4 separate regions of the Mus musculus genome follow, and regions 1, 2 and 4 are each linked to region 3. A link is a contact called in public HiChIP or PLAC-seq and promoter capture Hi-C data. All regions are on one chromosome and are shown on one strand. The core of a region is the stretch at or near the end of the contact, and the rest is flanking DNA. Distances in the headings are between cores, read along the strand shown.

The links. Promoter capture Hi-C pulls out the DNA fragments that hold promoters and counts their contacts. HiChIP or PLAC-seq counts read pairs in DNA pulled down with a chosen protein or histone mark.
Region 1: a contact with region 3 is called in an H3K4me3 HiChIP or PLAC-seq map of embryonic stem cells, with 6 times the contacts expected there. The contact joins the promoter of Kcnn3 here to the promoter of She in region 3. A contact is called at or near these places in 17 of 39 promoter capture datasets (the 3T3-L1 cell line, the C10 cell line, the HPC-7 cell line and 12 more), 12 of 484 Hi-C or Micro-C datasets (the CH12 cell line, the P5424 cell line, cerebellar granule neurons and 5 more), 6 of 115 datasets of contacts at active chromatin or transcription factors (astrocytes, embryonic midbrain, embryonic stem cells and 1 more) and 1 of 9 other capture datasets (adipose tissue).
Region 2: a contact with region 3 is called in a promoter capture Hi-C map of hippocampal neurons, with 5 times the contacts expected there. The contact joins the promoter of Adam15 here to the promoter of She in region 3. A contact is called at or near these places in 6 of 39 promoter capture datasets (cranial neural crest, frontonasal cranial neural crest, hippocampal neurons and 3 more), 1 of 484 Hi-C or Micro-C datasets (myocytes), 8 of 115 datasets of contacts at active chromatin or transcription factors (craniofacial prominence, embryonic basal ganglia, embryonic forebrain and 5 more) and 1 of 9 other capture datasets (liver).
Region 4: a promoter capture Hi-C map of trophoblast stem cells shows a contact between it and region 3, with 4 times the contacts expected there. The contact joins the enhancer-like site here to the promoter of She in region 3. A contact is called at or near these places in 18 of 39 promoter capture datasets (the 3T3-L1 cell line, the C10 cell line, the HPC-7 cell line and 12 more), 2 of 115 datasets of contacts at active chromatin or transcription factors (craniofacial prominence and stem cell-derived neural progenitor cells) and 1 of 9 other capture datasets (liver).

Annotation. Positions count from the first base shown.
Region 1 is chr3:89,517,993-89,521,526 of GRCm38.p6, forward strand. It overlaps Kcnn3 (potassium intermediate/small conductance calcium-activated channel, subfamily N, member 3), which reads left to right and starts at 2,172. Exons shown (of 8, transcript NM_080466.2): 1 at 2,172-3,412. The coding sequence starts at 2,477.
Region 2 is chr3:89,348,162-89,351,367 of GRCm38.p6, forward strand. Adam15 (a disintegrin and metallopeptidase domain 15 (metargidin)) reads right to left here and starts at 1,867. Exons shown (of 23, transcript NM_001037722.3): 1 at 1,648-1,867; 2 at 357-466. The coding sequence starts at 1,726. It overlaps Dcst1 (DC-STAMP domain containing 1), which reads right to left. Exons shown (of 16, transcript NM_029974.2): 16 at 2,058-2,353. The coding sequence ends at 2,102. It also overlaps a transcript of Dcst2 not described here.
Region 3 is chr3:89,829,926-89,833,250 of GRCm38.p6, forward strand. It overlaps She (src homology 2 domain-containing transforming protein E), which reads left to right and starts at 1,445. Exons shown (of 6, transcript NM_172530.3): 1 at 1,445-2,178. The coding sequence starts at 1,579.
Region 4 is chr3:89,484,077-89,487,437 of GRCm38.p6, forward strand. No RefSeq gene overlaps it. Among named protein-coding and RNA genes, the nearest start is that of Pmvk, 27 kb to the left of the region's middle. Within about 2 kb of position 1,260, at least 29 of the 459 cell types and tissues checked have an H3K27ac peak or open chromatin away from gene starts, as enhancers often do. A contact at or near this core is called in trophoblast stem cells, where this site is marked.

The sequences.
Region 1 (3,534 bases), core at 922-3,421, 310 kb before region 3:
GCATCAGTTTCAAGTTTAGACCACTCCCAGGTGAACCTCTGGGCTCTGGCTGTAGAGCAGCTCTATCCAGGATAGTGGCATACCTGCCCTATTTGGATCCTGCTGTGACCCAGGAAGGTTAGTGGAGGCAGAAGACAACCTATTGTGGTAGAGTGGGCAAAGAAACTTCCAGGCCTAGAAATTAATTTTCCGCAGCACAGAATCTATATCTGTCATGAAAGTCCAGTACTAGCAGCACATTTTTGCTTCTAACAATGTATTAGTATTAATTTATTTTCGATCATAAAACCTAATCATGTGATCTGGAGCCTTGAGTCAGACTGTTGACTCTGCGGATTGAAGAGGGAGGGAAATGAAGGAGGCAGGTGAGAAGAGGGACTGGGCAGGCTGACCATGTTGGAAAGTAAGGTAGGGACTTGGGGGCCTGTCTGATGATGGAAATGTGCCTGAGACACTAGGCTTGTACCAGGGCGTGTGCACATGAGTGCATGTGTGTGTGTGTGTATGTACACATTGCTCCATCATCATTGATAGCAATCTTGTGCAAGATTGATTGTCATTATCAGGTAGCTGAGGGTGTGGTTTATGGTGCAAGCAGTTTACTCTCAGTCTTCATAGCAGCTTGCAGAGGCGAGGACTGGTATGCAGAGGGCACTCAGCTCATTGGTGGGAACTCTACCATGCTCCCTGGCATGGCGATTTGATGCTTGCTATTCAGGGGGAAAGCTCTGGAAGCATGATGGGTGTGTGTGAGCAAGTGTGTGCTCATACCTGTACACGGGTGTGACCACACACATGCATCTGGATATGTGTACTTCCACACTTATCTAGGGGAGACACTAGACAGAGGCCTGAGGATGGTGGGGAGCTGGGAAGTGGATAGGAAGATGCTCCCTCTTAGAGCCCAGGTGTGCCTAGAGGAATTCATAGCACTCCCCCCCCCAATTGCTAAGGCTGTCCCAATTAAAAATGGAAATAAATTCATCTCTGGTCTTGTCCCCTTGGAGAGTCTTCTGCACACAGTGGGAGTCTAATAAATACTTTATGAGGAGGAGTCTGAACCAGGGAAGCCAGCAGCTGTTTCCAGCTCTGACTCTCAGAGACCCATGGGGCAGATCAGACATGGAGCCACTGGGATTTCCAGTCGTCCTCATCGACCCTGAGGTGACTCCAGACCCAGCTGTTCTGGAAGAGGCTGGATCCAGGTTACTAAAACATCCTGCTTTGGGGAAGTTGGCTCTTCCTTGACAGATTCTCTTTGGCCCTTTCCCATCCATCATGTGGATACTATTTATTGAACAGCCACTGTGTGTTGATCATCATGGGGGGGGGGGAGCATCTAGGCAGCGGAAGAAGAGTGGTGGACTCAGGCTGATCTCTGCTCAAATCCTAGTGCCTTTAATTACAAGCTGGGTGACAAGAGCCATATTTCTTATCTGCGTGTGAGTGGGCTTCTTTTCTTTCCTTTTTCCTTCTTTTATTTCTTTTTTTAGGATGATGACGTCACTTCATAGGGTTGATGTGAGGATTGGAAATAACAGAGGCTCCTGTACACAGCGCAGGTGCTCTGACAGTGGTAGGTAGGTGAGCTTCTCCCTGTCAGGAGTGGGTCCCTTCTGCTTCTGTCAGTTTATGCTCAATGCCTCCCGGTGTTAATTTTCTTTGTAAAATATGAGCACAGTCCCTATCCCCTTGGGCTTTTGGAAGATGTACCTGGAATCCAATGTGTAAAACAACCTGTACAGATACTGGCTATTAATCAACGTTTGTCCTCCGGTCCCGGTTTCCCCAGCATGGTGACAGCTTCCCCTTTAGGGTGCTCTCGATCCCTTCCTTTCATCGCCCCAGCGCCAACATTCAGCCGGGATTGCTGTGGGCATCAGTATCCTGACCGTACCTTTCAGAGGAAAGAAGGCAGGTGCTCAGCTTGCGGGTGGAGTGTGGAGGGGTTGGAGTGGTAGTGGTCTTGGAGCAAAAACTACAGTTCCCAGCCCTCGTTGCGCTGCCACCCGGCGAGGAGCGAAGGATGGCAGGCCCCTTCTTGGAGGCGGAGCCTGAGAGGGAGGCGGAGTTTGGAGGGGTTGGAGAGTTAAGCCAAGCCAATGAAACCGCTGGCTAATAAGTGGGCTTGGCTTGCCATATAACAGTGTCAGGAGGAGGAGAGCGAAGCTATTGAGCCAGCGAGGAGTGAAGCTGAGTCTGCTTCATACACTCCTAGAGGACCGCCTTCAGAATAGAGTTCTTTTCGCCCCTTCCTCCTTCCCCCGGCTCCTCTCCTGGCTTTTCTACCCGCCCAATACAATGCATACTCGAGTGGCAGCCCCAGAGAACTGAAGCAAACCAAAGAGAGAGGACTGGAGCCAAGACACTTCTGGTGGGGAATCTTGGATGCCTGGCTTTCTTTGAGGTCATCTTTGGAACGAGGGTGGCTTTGGGGTGGAGGGTCGTGCTGCAGGGAACTCAGCCAGGCCCCAAGATGGACACTTCTGGGCACTTCCATGACTCGGGGGTGGGGGACCTGGATGAAGACCCCAAGTGTCCCTGTCCATCTTCTGGGGACGAGCAACAGCAGCAGCAGCAACCGCCACCACCGCCAGCGCCACCAGCAGTCCCCCAGCAGCCTCCGGGACCCTTGCTGCAGCCTCAGCCTCCGCAGCCTCAGCAGCAACAGTCGCAGCAGCAGCAGCAGCAGCAGTCGCAGCAGCAGCAGCAGCAGGCTCCACTGCACCCCCTGCCTCAGCTTGCCCAACTCCAGAGCCAGCTTGTCCATCCTGGTCTGTTGCACTCTTCTCCCACGGCGTTCAGGGCCCCCACTTCAGCCAACTCTACCGCCATCCTCCACCCTTCCTCCAGGCAAGGCAGCCAGCTAAATCTCAATGACCACTTGCTTGGCCACTCTCCAAGTTCCACAGCCACAAGTGGGCCCGGTGGAGGCAGCCGGCACCGGCAGGCCAGCCCCCTGGTGCACCGGCGGGACAGCAATCCCTTCACGGAGATAGCTATGAGCTCCTGCAAATACAGCGGTGGGGTCATGAAGCCCCTCAGCCGCCTCAGCGCCTCTCGGAGAAACCTTATCGAGGCTGAGCCTGAGGGCCAACCCCTCCAGCTCTTCAGTCCCAGCAACCCCCCAGAGATTATCATCTCCTCCAGGGAGGATAACCATGCCCACCAGACTCTGCTCCATCACCCCAACGCTACCCACAACCACCAGCATGCCGGCACCACGGCCGGCAGCACCACCTTCCCCAAAGCCAACAAGCGGAAAAACCAAAACATTGGCTATAAGCTGGGACACAGGAGGGCCCTGTTTGAAAAGAGAAAGCGACTGAGTGACTATGCTCTGATTTTTGGGATGTTTGGAATTGTTGTTATGGTGATAGAGACCGAACTGTCTTGGGGTTTGTACTCAAAGGTAGGGACTGTGGTTTCTCTTTATACATTCAACAAAAGGAGTATGTAGACGAGAGAGAGAGAGAGAGAGAGAGAGAGAGAGAGAGAGAGAGAGAGATTGATTTTGAGAGATTTCCTAACTTC
Region 2 (3,206 bases), core at 617-3,116, 480 kb before region 3:
TTCCTGCCCAGAGAGGAAGCATCATGAAGGACCCAGCACAGGCCCCAGCCCTTCCTCTGACTCAGCTTCAGAAAGTGTGTATCTGTCTGTCTGTCCCTTTCCAAATCTCTCCCTTACTGAAAAAAAGAACAGTGTGAGTGGAAAGGAGGAGGCTTAGTGTCAGAACTCTCCCAGTGTACGTGATGGACAGACAGGCTGAGGCCGAGGCAGACACGTATGTGCAGAGGGGATGGAGCTGAGTGTAGCCGGGGGCTTGAAGGAAAGGAGCAGGACCCGGATGGACCTGTTACCCTCAAGATGATTAATACTGTGGAGTGCGAGGAAAGAGAAAATCTTATTAGCAGGCTGTCCCTCACCTGAAGCACGTCTGCTAGGCTCATTGGGGGGCTGTCCTGAACAACCCGGCTCTCCATGGATCCACTCAGCGTCCTCTCTGGGCTGGCTTGCTGCTCTTCCTCAGTGCCTCCTGCAGGGTCCCAGAACATCCTAAGAGATTGCTGAGGAAATCCCTAGCAAGGCTGGAATCACTAGTGTCCTCAGACCCACCGACCCTCAGCACAGAAGGCTATATCAGTGACTTAAGCGGTCCTGCAGTGTGTGCCAGGATTTAAAGGAGGATATGGGAAGGAGGGGTTTTTTTTTCCCCAACTTACGGATTTCACCCATAAGTCCCCAAAGTTCAGAGTATCCAGCTTGCAGCTCCTCCTTGCCTTCCCTTTGGCCAATCCCAAGATTTTCACGGGGGCCCTCCCTTGTTCCCATCCCTTCCCAATCACACTCCCCACCCAATCAGGAATGCCCTTTCTTAGGTCTAAGAGAAGTCTGTGGCCTAGTGCCCACTTGCCCTTCCTTTTCCCTCACAGTAGAGATGCCTGCCGGGAACACCCATCTTTGGGTGAGCAGTGCAAACACTCTGACCTCCCTAAACAGCCTTGATGCCCAGTCAGGCGCACCCGTTCCCAACAGCCTCCGCTTCCTCCGCCAGCACCCCCCAACAATGGCCCTCTCCTCTCCGGACACTCCACCCCCGCCTACCCTCTCGGCCCCCAGCCCAAGACAGCAGCGGGAAGTGAAAGTTCCAAGGAGGAGTTGGTGTCCCAGTCTCTTTCCTGGCGAAAGCTCCCTCCCCTGGCTCCTCCGGGCCCCTCCCGCTCCGCCAGGCTTCTGGTGGCAACCGCACCCGAGTGAGCGGTGCTGGCCGCCCAGGTCTGGAATGAACGGCTGAAAATAATCCTTTTCACTAAAACCCCACTAGCTAGTCCGGGCACTTCATTGAGTAGAACTGTCAGCTAGGCACTAGAGAGACGAAGACGTCAGTCCTAAGGAGTGACTCTTTCCATGATCTGAGCGCCCCACCCCCACCCCCCGCGCACGCTCTTCAGTGCCTGAGACTCAAAAGTGTCTGCAGGGATAACTCGGGACTTCAGGACAGAGGACGCCATCCTCCCTCCTCCTCTTCCTCCTCCTCCTCCTCCCCATCCTCCTCTTCCTTTCGTTCTCCAAATTACCTGGCCCTAGGCTTTGGTCCGCAGATCACGCAGGCTGCCCTCTGGTTAGGCTCCGGCAGACCCCAACACCCCATTGCCTCCGGGTTTCCTTGTACCTCTTTCCAAATCATCCCCTCGACCCACTGTCCTGGGAACTCACCTATATTTGGCAGCGGCGGGGAGGGCCGAGGGCTGCCCGCGCCCAGGAGTCCCAGAGCCCAGAGCAGCGCCAGCCGCATGGCCGCGGAGCTCCGGGCTGGACTGGGGCAGCAGGTGCGGGGCTACGCGTGGAGGAGCAGCCACGGCCCCGCCGGACACCAGCTCGGTGCAGCGCAGCAACTAGGCCCCGCCCCGCCCCGTCTGAGGCTCCGCCCCGCCCCGTCTGAGGCTCCGCCCCTGCCGCTCAGCGCAGCCTCTTTCCGGCAGCTACCGGGATGGGTTTGGACACCACAAGACTCGCGCCTTCCCTCCATCCTGCCTCCCGTCTGTAGCCCGGCTTCGTGGAGATTGTGCGGGCCAGTTCTTCCGGCTCACCCAATCCCGGATGCCTGCGAAGCACCAGCCGCAGGAGCGTGCATCACACTTTATTAAGCAAGAAGGCGGGCAGCATCCCTTCAATCGCCATACACAGCGTCGTCGTTGCTGTCGCTGTGGGCGGATGACGAGAGCTCTTCGCGGGGCGTGCACACCGGGCAGAGCCGTTGCATGTCGTCCCAGCACGACCGGCAGTACAGGGCCTTGCAGTCTGGTGTGGGGCACACGTAGGAATCCGGCGTCTCCATTGCCTGGCACACCACACAGCGCTGACGCATGAAGCGGTGCAGGAGAGGGCACCGGCGATACAGAGCCTCCACCAGGTAGTGGGGCTGTTGGAAGATGAGGTGGATTGGTTAATGCCAAGTGGGCTGAGCAGAAAGGGTTGTCAGGGGCACTGGGCAGCTCTTAATGTATGAAGTCCCAAGGCCTGACAATGCTATATTGGAGGAAGCTGGGGTAGACAAGAAGAGCCCTCGAGGGCGATATTGAGATAAATCGAAAGAGTCTTCTTCTCCATGATGGGCTGCGGAGCCTGGCGTGCCCAAACTTACTCCCAAGGATGACCCACAACAATTCTGTACACCTGTGGAGCGGCTTAATTTGGTACTTAGGCTTAGAAGGGAGGAGGGCACAATTTACACCTTACTGGGCTGGAGAGATGGTTCCGTGGTTAAGAACCCTGACTGCTCTTCCAGAGGACCCAGGTTTGAATCCCAGCACCCACATAGCTAACAACTGCCTGTCACTTGAGTTCCAGGGAACTGGATGATCTTCTGGCCTCCCTGGACACCAGCCACCCATGAGGACACAGACATATGCATAGGCAAAACACCCATACACATTAAATAAGTGCAAATTTTAATTAAGTCTTTTTTAAAAAATCTCTCCGGGTGGTGGTGGTGCACACCTTTAATCCCAGTACTTGGGAGGCAGAGGCAGGTGGATTTCTGAGTTTGAGGCCAGCCTGGTCTACAGAGTGAGTTCCAGGACAGCCAGGGCTACACAGAGAAACCCTGTCTCGAAAAACAAACAAACAAACAAAAAACTCAACCCCCCCCCAAAAAAAATCTCAGAAAGATGGTGTAACTTTCCTAAGTCAGATCTGAGTCAAACCTGGCAGGAACCAAGTCCCAAGCTTTGTGGCCATTCCACAGTCTCACTTTCCGAATACCCTCTTCATAC
Region 3 (3,325 bases), core at 195-2,694:
TTCAATGTATTAAAAATTCCATATTAAACAGCTGAATTTCATGGCATCTAAATTATACCTCAATTTAAGCTAAGATGCATTTCCAGCATCTGAACGGTCAAGGTGAGCTTACATTTCTTCCACCAAGTACCATCCACAAGCTGATGGTGGCTGGTGCTATCCGACCCCCGCAGCTTGTAGCTTGGGTTTTCAAACCTGCTGCATGAGACTCTGGACCACATTTAGGGCTGTTGTTGTATAATGGTATTGTTTTATCTTTTACTTTGAGGTTAGAAGACAATTTTATTAGAGTTTGAGAGAAAAATGGCAGAGCAGGAAAACTGTAAACTCTTGGTAGCTAAAAGAAGGATGGATAGGAGGAATGGAGATCAGTAATTGAAGTCTACCAAAAGCTGCATGGGGCTGAAGATGTAATTCGGTTGGTAGAGTGCTTGTCTAACATGCTCCAAGCCCGGGCTGTCATCCACAGCACCACATGAAATTCACAGTGGTGACACCCTTTGCCATCACGCAATAGTCTGAGGTCGTCTTCTAATACACCGAGGCAAGTTAGGATTCCATAGGCTGCTATTGGAGGAGTAGAAGGGAGGAGAGAAGTGGGTAGGAGAGGAGACAGAGAGGGGAAGGAGAAGGTGGGGGTGGACAGCAGCACCATAAGAGAACCAGGTCAAGCCGGCTTAGGGCTTTTGGCCTTTATCCAGAGAGAGAAAAGATACATTTTCTGTCTCAAAAGTCCGCAGGTCTACCAGTGAAGACCTGTAAACAACTGCCGGGTTTTGTGTCTGAAAGGAGAAGATTTCATTTCATGTTCATATGTAATCGTTTTTCATATTTAATCTTTTTAACAACAATAACAAAAACCTTTGAAATTGCTTTGAAGAAAGAGCGACAAGGAGAGAATCAAGTAGTGTGAGAATCAAGTAGCTGAGGCGTCTTCGCAGGAGGGCGCGGGTCGGGGACCTCCAAGCTCTTCTCCCAACAGTGCCTGGGGTTGGTGGGACCCCTCTCTGGTCCTGCAGCCAGAGCGATACCTGCGCGGCCCTCAGAGCCGCCCGGTCGAACTTCGAGCCTTCGCCCGCCGCGTCCAGCTTGGGGTTCCACGCGCCCCCGACGAACGTGCGGAACCGGAGAGCGAGGGAAGCCGCGCGGGCGCTCCCGATCCTTGTTCTCGAGCGCGACTCCTGGCCACGATCCCCGCACACGTCCCGTCTGCAGAGATGGGGGCAGTGTTGGACTCGGTGCGCACGCGGGGGCCCCGGCGCCGGCGAGGGAGGGGCGCGTCCGTCCTCCGTCCTGTGCGTCCACCGCGGGGCGGGCGCCGGGGCACTGCGGCCGCCATCGTCCCAGTTAGGGTGGGCAGGGCTGCCGGGGGCTTCCGTGGGCTCGGCCTCGCCCACCTCGGGAGGAAAGGCAGGGGAAGCCCCGGCGCCCGGCAGCCCCAAGCGGTGGAGCGCAGAGAACACGGCGGTCCGATCACTGCGCCCGTCTAGCTTCGGGCCGAGCGGGTGCCACCCTGCCAGGCGCGCGCGTCTAGCGGCCCGGAGCCTCGCGGCGGCCTCCAGCGTCCAGCCCCGGGGAATGCGGCGGCCCCCGGCCCCTGGCGCCCCACGGTGTCTCAGCTGGGCCTCCTCACTCTTCTGCTCCGCGGCCTCGACGCTCCCGGGCCCCCTGATGGCGGCGAAATGGTTCAAGGAGTTCCCGCTTACTCTGAAGACCGCGTCGGAGCGCGCCCGGCCCGGGGGCGCCGGCGGCAAGCCGCGCAAGAACTCGGAGACTGGCGGCGCGGCGCCCACCCCGGGCAAGGGCCGGAAGAACTCAGCGGCCGAGCTGGGGGCCAGCAAGGCGAGCAGCGGACCCCCAAAGGACAGTCGGCTGTCCCGGGACAGCCTGCAGGGTCTGATCCAGGCCGCTGCTGGCAAAGGCCGTAAGAACTCCCGGGTCACCGCCACCGCCACCGAGGAGGAGCCCCACCGTGGCGCGGTGACCAAGAGCGCGGGCTGCAGCACCTACATCAGTAGGCTCATCAAGGTGGACACGCAGGAGAAGAATGGGAAGAGCGCCTACCCGGGCGGTGGCAGCACCAGCAGCTCCAGCAGCTCCTCTTCCTCTGCGTCCTCTTCCCCGTCCTCCCTGGGCCCTGAGCTGGACAAGGCCAAGATAATGAGACAGCAAGACACGGTAAGAACACAGCATCTCTATCCTCCTCTCAGTTGTGGAATTGGAAGGGCTTGGGGGGGGGGGGCGGGGAAGGACGCATGGGAACCTGATGAACCCCAATATTCATTAGGCATAAGTGAAGTTGAAGATGTTTTCTAAGGCCTTCCTCTGTATTCATTCTGACTCCCAAGTGACTCTTCAAAACTCACTGGAGACCTTGACAGCAAGGTTTGTTGTGGTTGGTTTTTGTTAGTTGTTTCAAAGAGCAGTCGAAGGGAAGGGAAAGGAACTGGCCTTCCAATGGGTGTGGTGTACTGTGGTTCTTGTTTTCATGTTTGACATCGAGGGGTCTATCAAGCTAGACTTCTGTAAGGCTTACGCCGCCTGAGTATGCAAAACATCGGTAGCCCGTGAACTGTGAAGCGCAGGTTGCCCATCTTCCAGCCACTCAGTTTCAGCTGCTGTGCAAGCGGCAAAGGCTTCCATTCATTCTGTGGCTGTACTGTACATTCATTCTGTTTATTGTACTGTAGCCATATAAGTACTCGCCATGGACACTAAGGGATGTGGTGGGGGGGGGGGCACAGTCCATAGCAAGGAAATGTCTTTAAGGAAATTACAGATCAGGAGAGAAGAAGGTGTTTCCTGCACATTCGTCACCAGAGGGCTTCTGGGTCCTGTCCAGTGTGGGAAAGGTGAACCTATTCTCTCCATCCTTTTTGTTTGTTTTGTTTTGTTTTGTTTTTCAAGACAGGGTTTCTCTGTGTAGCCCTGGCTGTCCTGGAACTCACTCTGTAGAACAGGCTAGCCTCGAACTCAGAAATCCACCTGCCTCCACCTCCCAAGTGCTGGGATTAAAGGCGTGAGCCACCACTGCCCGGCTTGTAGAGCAGAGCTGGGTTTCTCTCCTGTGAGAAATGGGAGAGAGAAGAGCTCGCTCCCAGATCTTAGGCTTCAGCCTGAGCAAACCCTTCCCGGGGAAGGGATTTAAGCAAGCTGCCTCCTTAGACAGTCAGGAACTTGTGGCCCCTGTGAGGTGGCATATACTGGGCACCTCTGTTCATTTCTTCGTCCAGGCAATTACAGAGATGCTTAGTGTGTCTATCCTGTGGTGGGCACTGAGCAGAGCCATGGGGAGATGGATGTGGAAGCGGCTCACATGTAACTG
Region 4 (3,361 bases), core at 10-2,509, 350 kb before region 3:
TGAGTTCCAGGACAGCCAGGGCTATACAGAGAAACCCTGTCTCAAAAAACAAAAAACAAACAACAACAACAACAACAACAACAACAAGTAGATTAAAAATAAAATTTAAAAAGCTGTCTGTACTTGAGACAGGAGAATTACCTGGATCTTGTAGCCTGGAGTACTTCATGTGGCCCGAGTATTCACATCAGAAGGGGGTGGGGGTGGGGTCAAGCCTCAGCAATGGAGTTGAAGAGAACTGACTCCCAAAGTTGTCCTCTGGCCTTCACTCACGCCTGTGTATTCCACTCTCCTCCTTCCATTCCTCTCTCCCCTCAGCCCCCCACTAATAGTTAATAATAGCAATAATAGTGATAGTTAATGATAAATGCAAGAGAACATTTGAAATGGAAAGAACTTTTTAAATTTAGCAGTTGTGGCCTCTGGGGTTGGAGAGATGGATGGTCCCATGGTTAAGAGCACTTACTGATCTTCTAGAGGGACAGAGTTTGGTTCCTAGCACCCATCAGGTGGCGTGCAGCATCTGTATGTCCAGCTCCAGGGACTCTGATGACTCTGGCCTCTGTGGCACCTGAACTTGTACAAGCATGCAGGCACAGACACACCCATACATACTTTTTAAACAAATTTCTTTAAAAATAAATTTAGCAGTTTTGGCCTCCCATGGCCTGAGCTACATGGGAGTTTGTATCACACAAAATGAATACCTCTGTACCCACCCAGACAGACAGACACACAGACAGGTGTTGTGCTTAGTTCCCTTCCACTTCAGGCAGTCCCTTTGCTTCAGGAACACAGAGCAGTCACCCTCTCTGCTTGGGAATGTGCAGTCCCAGCTCTTTGAGTGCCCCGATTTTGATGCAGACGTGTGTTGGTGACATCACTCTAGTGTAAGGTTGAGACGGTTCAGTCTCTGAGACTGTGTCACTTCGGGGAGTTGTGTGAAGGAGAGTTATTTCTGGAATTTTCAAATTTCGAGGACTCCAAGTTGCAGACGGCTGTTTATATTTGTGGTACTGAGTGTTCTTGTGGGTCATTCGTTTGCGGGGCATAGAGGCTAAAACTGACTTTTGGCAGGACCCATAAGGCCAGCCCACACCTCATCTGCGAGAGTCGCTCATGCCAGAGCCACCTGGACTTAGCCACCCCACCCGGGTTTCTCTGGACCGTTGGGCAGCGTGAAGTTGGGGCAGTGCTGGTGTAGCGTTTGGTTCACGCTGTTCCTGGCTATGGTCGGTCGGCGCGGTGTATAGACTTGCTGTGCTTGGGGCCGTGGAGCAAGACCGCCCTCTGTTGGCAGGGCCGGGTTTCTCCAGCAGAGCCCACCATCGTGGGGAAAAAAGAGAGCCAGATCAGGAATCCGCTTCTCTAGGGTCCTGGCTCCTTGAGGGGAGATGGTTCTGGAGGCTGCAGTGTTCATCTCTATCTCTAGCAGCTGACAGAGACTCGAGAGCCTCTGAGCTGTTTTGGGGGCACCTGCCTCACACTTTTGAAGATTTTGCGTGCTAGACTTCTGCACATCTTAAAGCTATAAATAAGCTGCAGTTAAATAGAACAAGTTCTGACCTTGGTAAAGACGCTTTTATAATGACAAGGTTAGTGTCGCGCAATGGCGGTGCATGCCCAACACTTGGGAAGCAGAGGCAGGCAGCAGATTTCTGAGTTCAGCCTGGTCTACAGAGTGAGTTCCAGGACAGCCAGGGCAACACAGAGAAACCCTGTCTTGAAAAAGAAAAGAAAAGAAAAGAAAAGAAAAGAAAAGAAAAGAAAAGAAAAGAAAAGAAAAGAAAAGGGAAGGGAAGGGAAGGGAAGGGAAGGGAAGGGAAGGGAAGGGAAGGGAAGGGAAGAGAAGAGAAGAGAAGAAAAGAGAAGAAAAGAAAAGATGAAATTAGCAAGCTGATAGCATCAAGTTGCCATCATATCGAAACTGATATTATTATTAGTTATATTATTACATATTATTAGTACATATTCTGGGGGTTCTTTAATGGACCAGGAATGACGGATAAGCAATAAAGACAAATATCACCAACAAATTCTATACTTTTCAATAAGAACTATTTTTTTTGTCTTTATTTTAGCAAACATCTGGTTAAAAAAATGTTCACTTAATTTGTGCTGTGTTGGTATTAGTCATCTAGGAGACAGCAGGACAGGGCTCAGAGGTAACAAGGCTTGACACAAAAGCTTGAGCCTGAGCCAGGATGAGGAAAGAGACAACCGGCTCCAGCAAGGCGTGCTCTGATGCCCAACACGAAAACACACAAGATGGAAAAATAAATGTAATTAAGAAAGGAACGGGAGCTGGCACGGTGGTGTAATGTCTTTAACGCCAACCCTTAGGGGCAGAGGCAGGGGGATGAAGTAAGCCCTCCCCGTGGGTGCTCAGCCTTTAGAATCATGAGCCGTCAGGTTTTCTAGTTTGTAAACTAAGTTTATAAACTTTTGTTTAGAATTTTTTTCTCTTTTTCTCTTTTTTTTTTTTTTTTTTTTTTTTTTTTTGGTTTTTCGAGACAGGGTTTCTCTGTGTAACCCTGGCTGTCCTGGAACTCAGAAATCCACCTGCCTCTGCCTCCCGAGTGCTGGGATTAAAGGCGTGCGCCACCATGCCTGGCATATAATTTTTATTATTTATTTATATTTTATTTATTATCTCTAGTTTATAGACGAAATGTCTAAGGCATTCTGTTACCAGCCTCTATGCTCAAAGACCTCACTTTATCTCTTAAAAAAAAAAAAAAAGGCAAAACACTGATTACAATAAGAAAAGTGGAGCAAAATGTCTGCCTGGAGCCAATGTTTTGAAATTGTATTTCATGGGCTTTTTCAGTCTTATCATATTTAAGGCTGGAACTCTTCCCGGCTCTAGAGTACAGTGTCTCCTTTTGACCTGGCAGCCACCGGGAAGAAGCAGAACCAAGCTTCTGCATCATCATCATCCAGACCCACACGTGCACAGACCTAAGTTCTAAGCAGTGACCACACAGTGAAGAGATCTTCCAGCCATTGTGAGCAGCTGTGGAGCACGCTCTACTAACTCAGCGATACTCACACACGTCACGCAGCTGTGGCAACCTCAGAAGAGAGGCGGGAAAATGACCTCAGAAAGTGATATGTTGTGCTATTTAAAAGGATGTGACAAACTAATCTTTCTGTGACCTAAGCCTTCGTCTTGCTTGGGCTCACAGGGACAATGGCAGAGCGTGGCTATGCCACGGGGGAGGACAGAAGGAGCTTCAGTCACATACTGGAGATGAAAGTGCCAGAGTAGGGACTGCCACCTGGGAGATGACCAGTCACGATGTGGGCACTGAAATGAGGCAGGACCTTACTTCCCAGCAAGGTGCCTGTAGACTCGTCA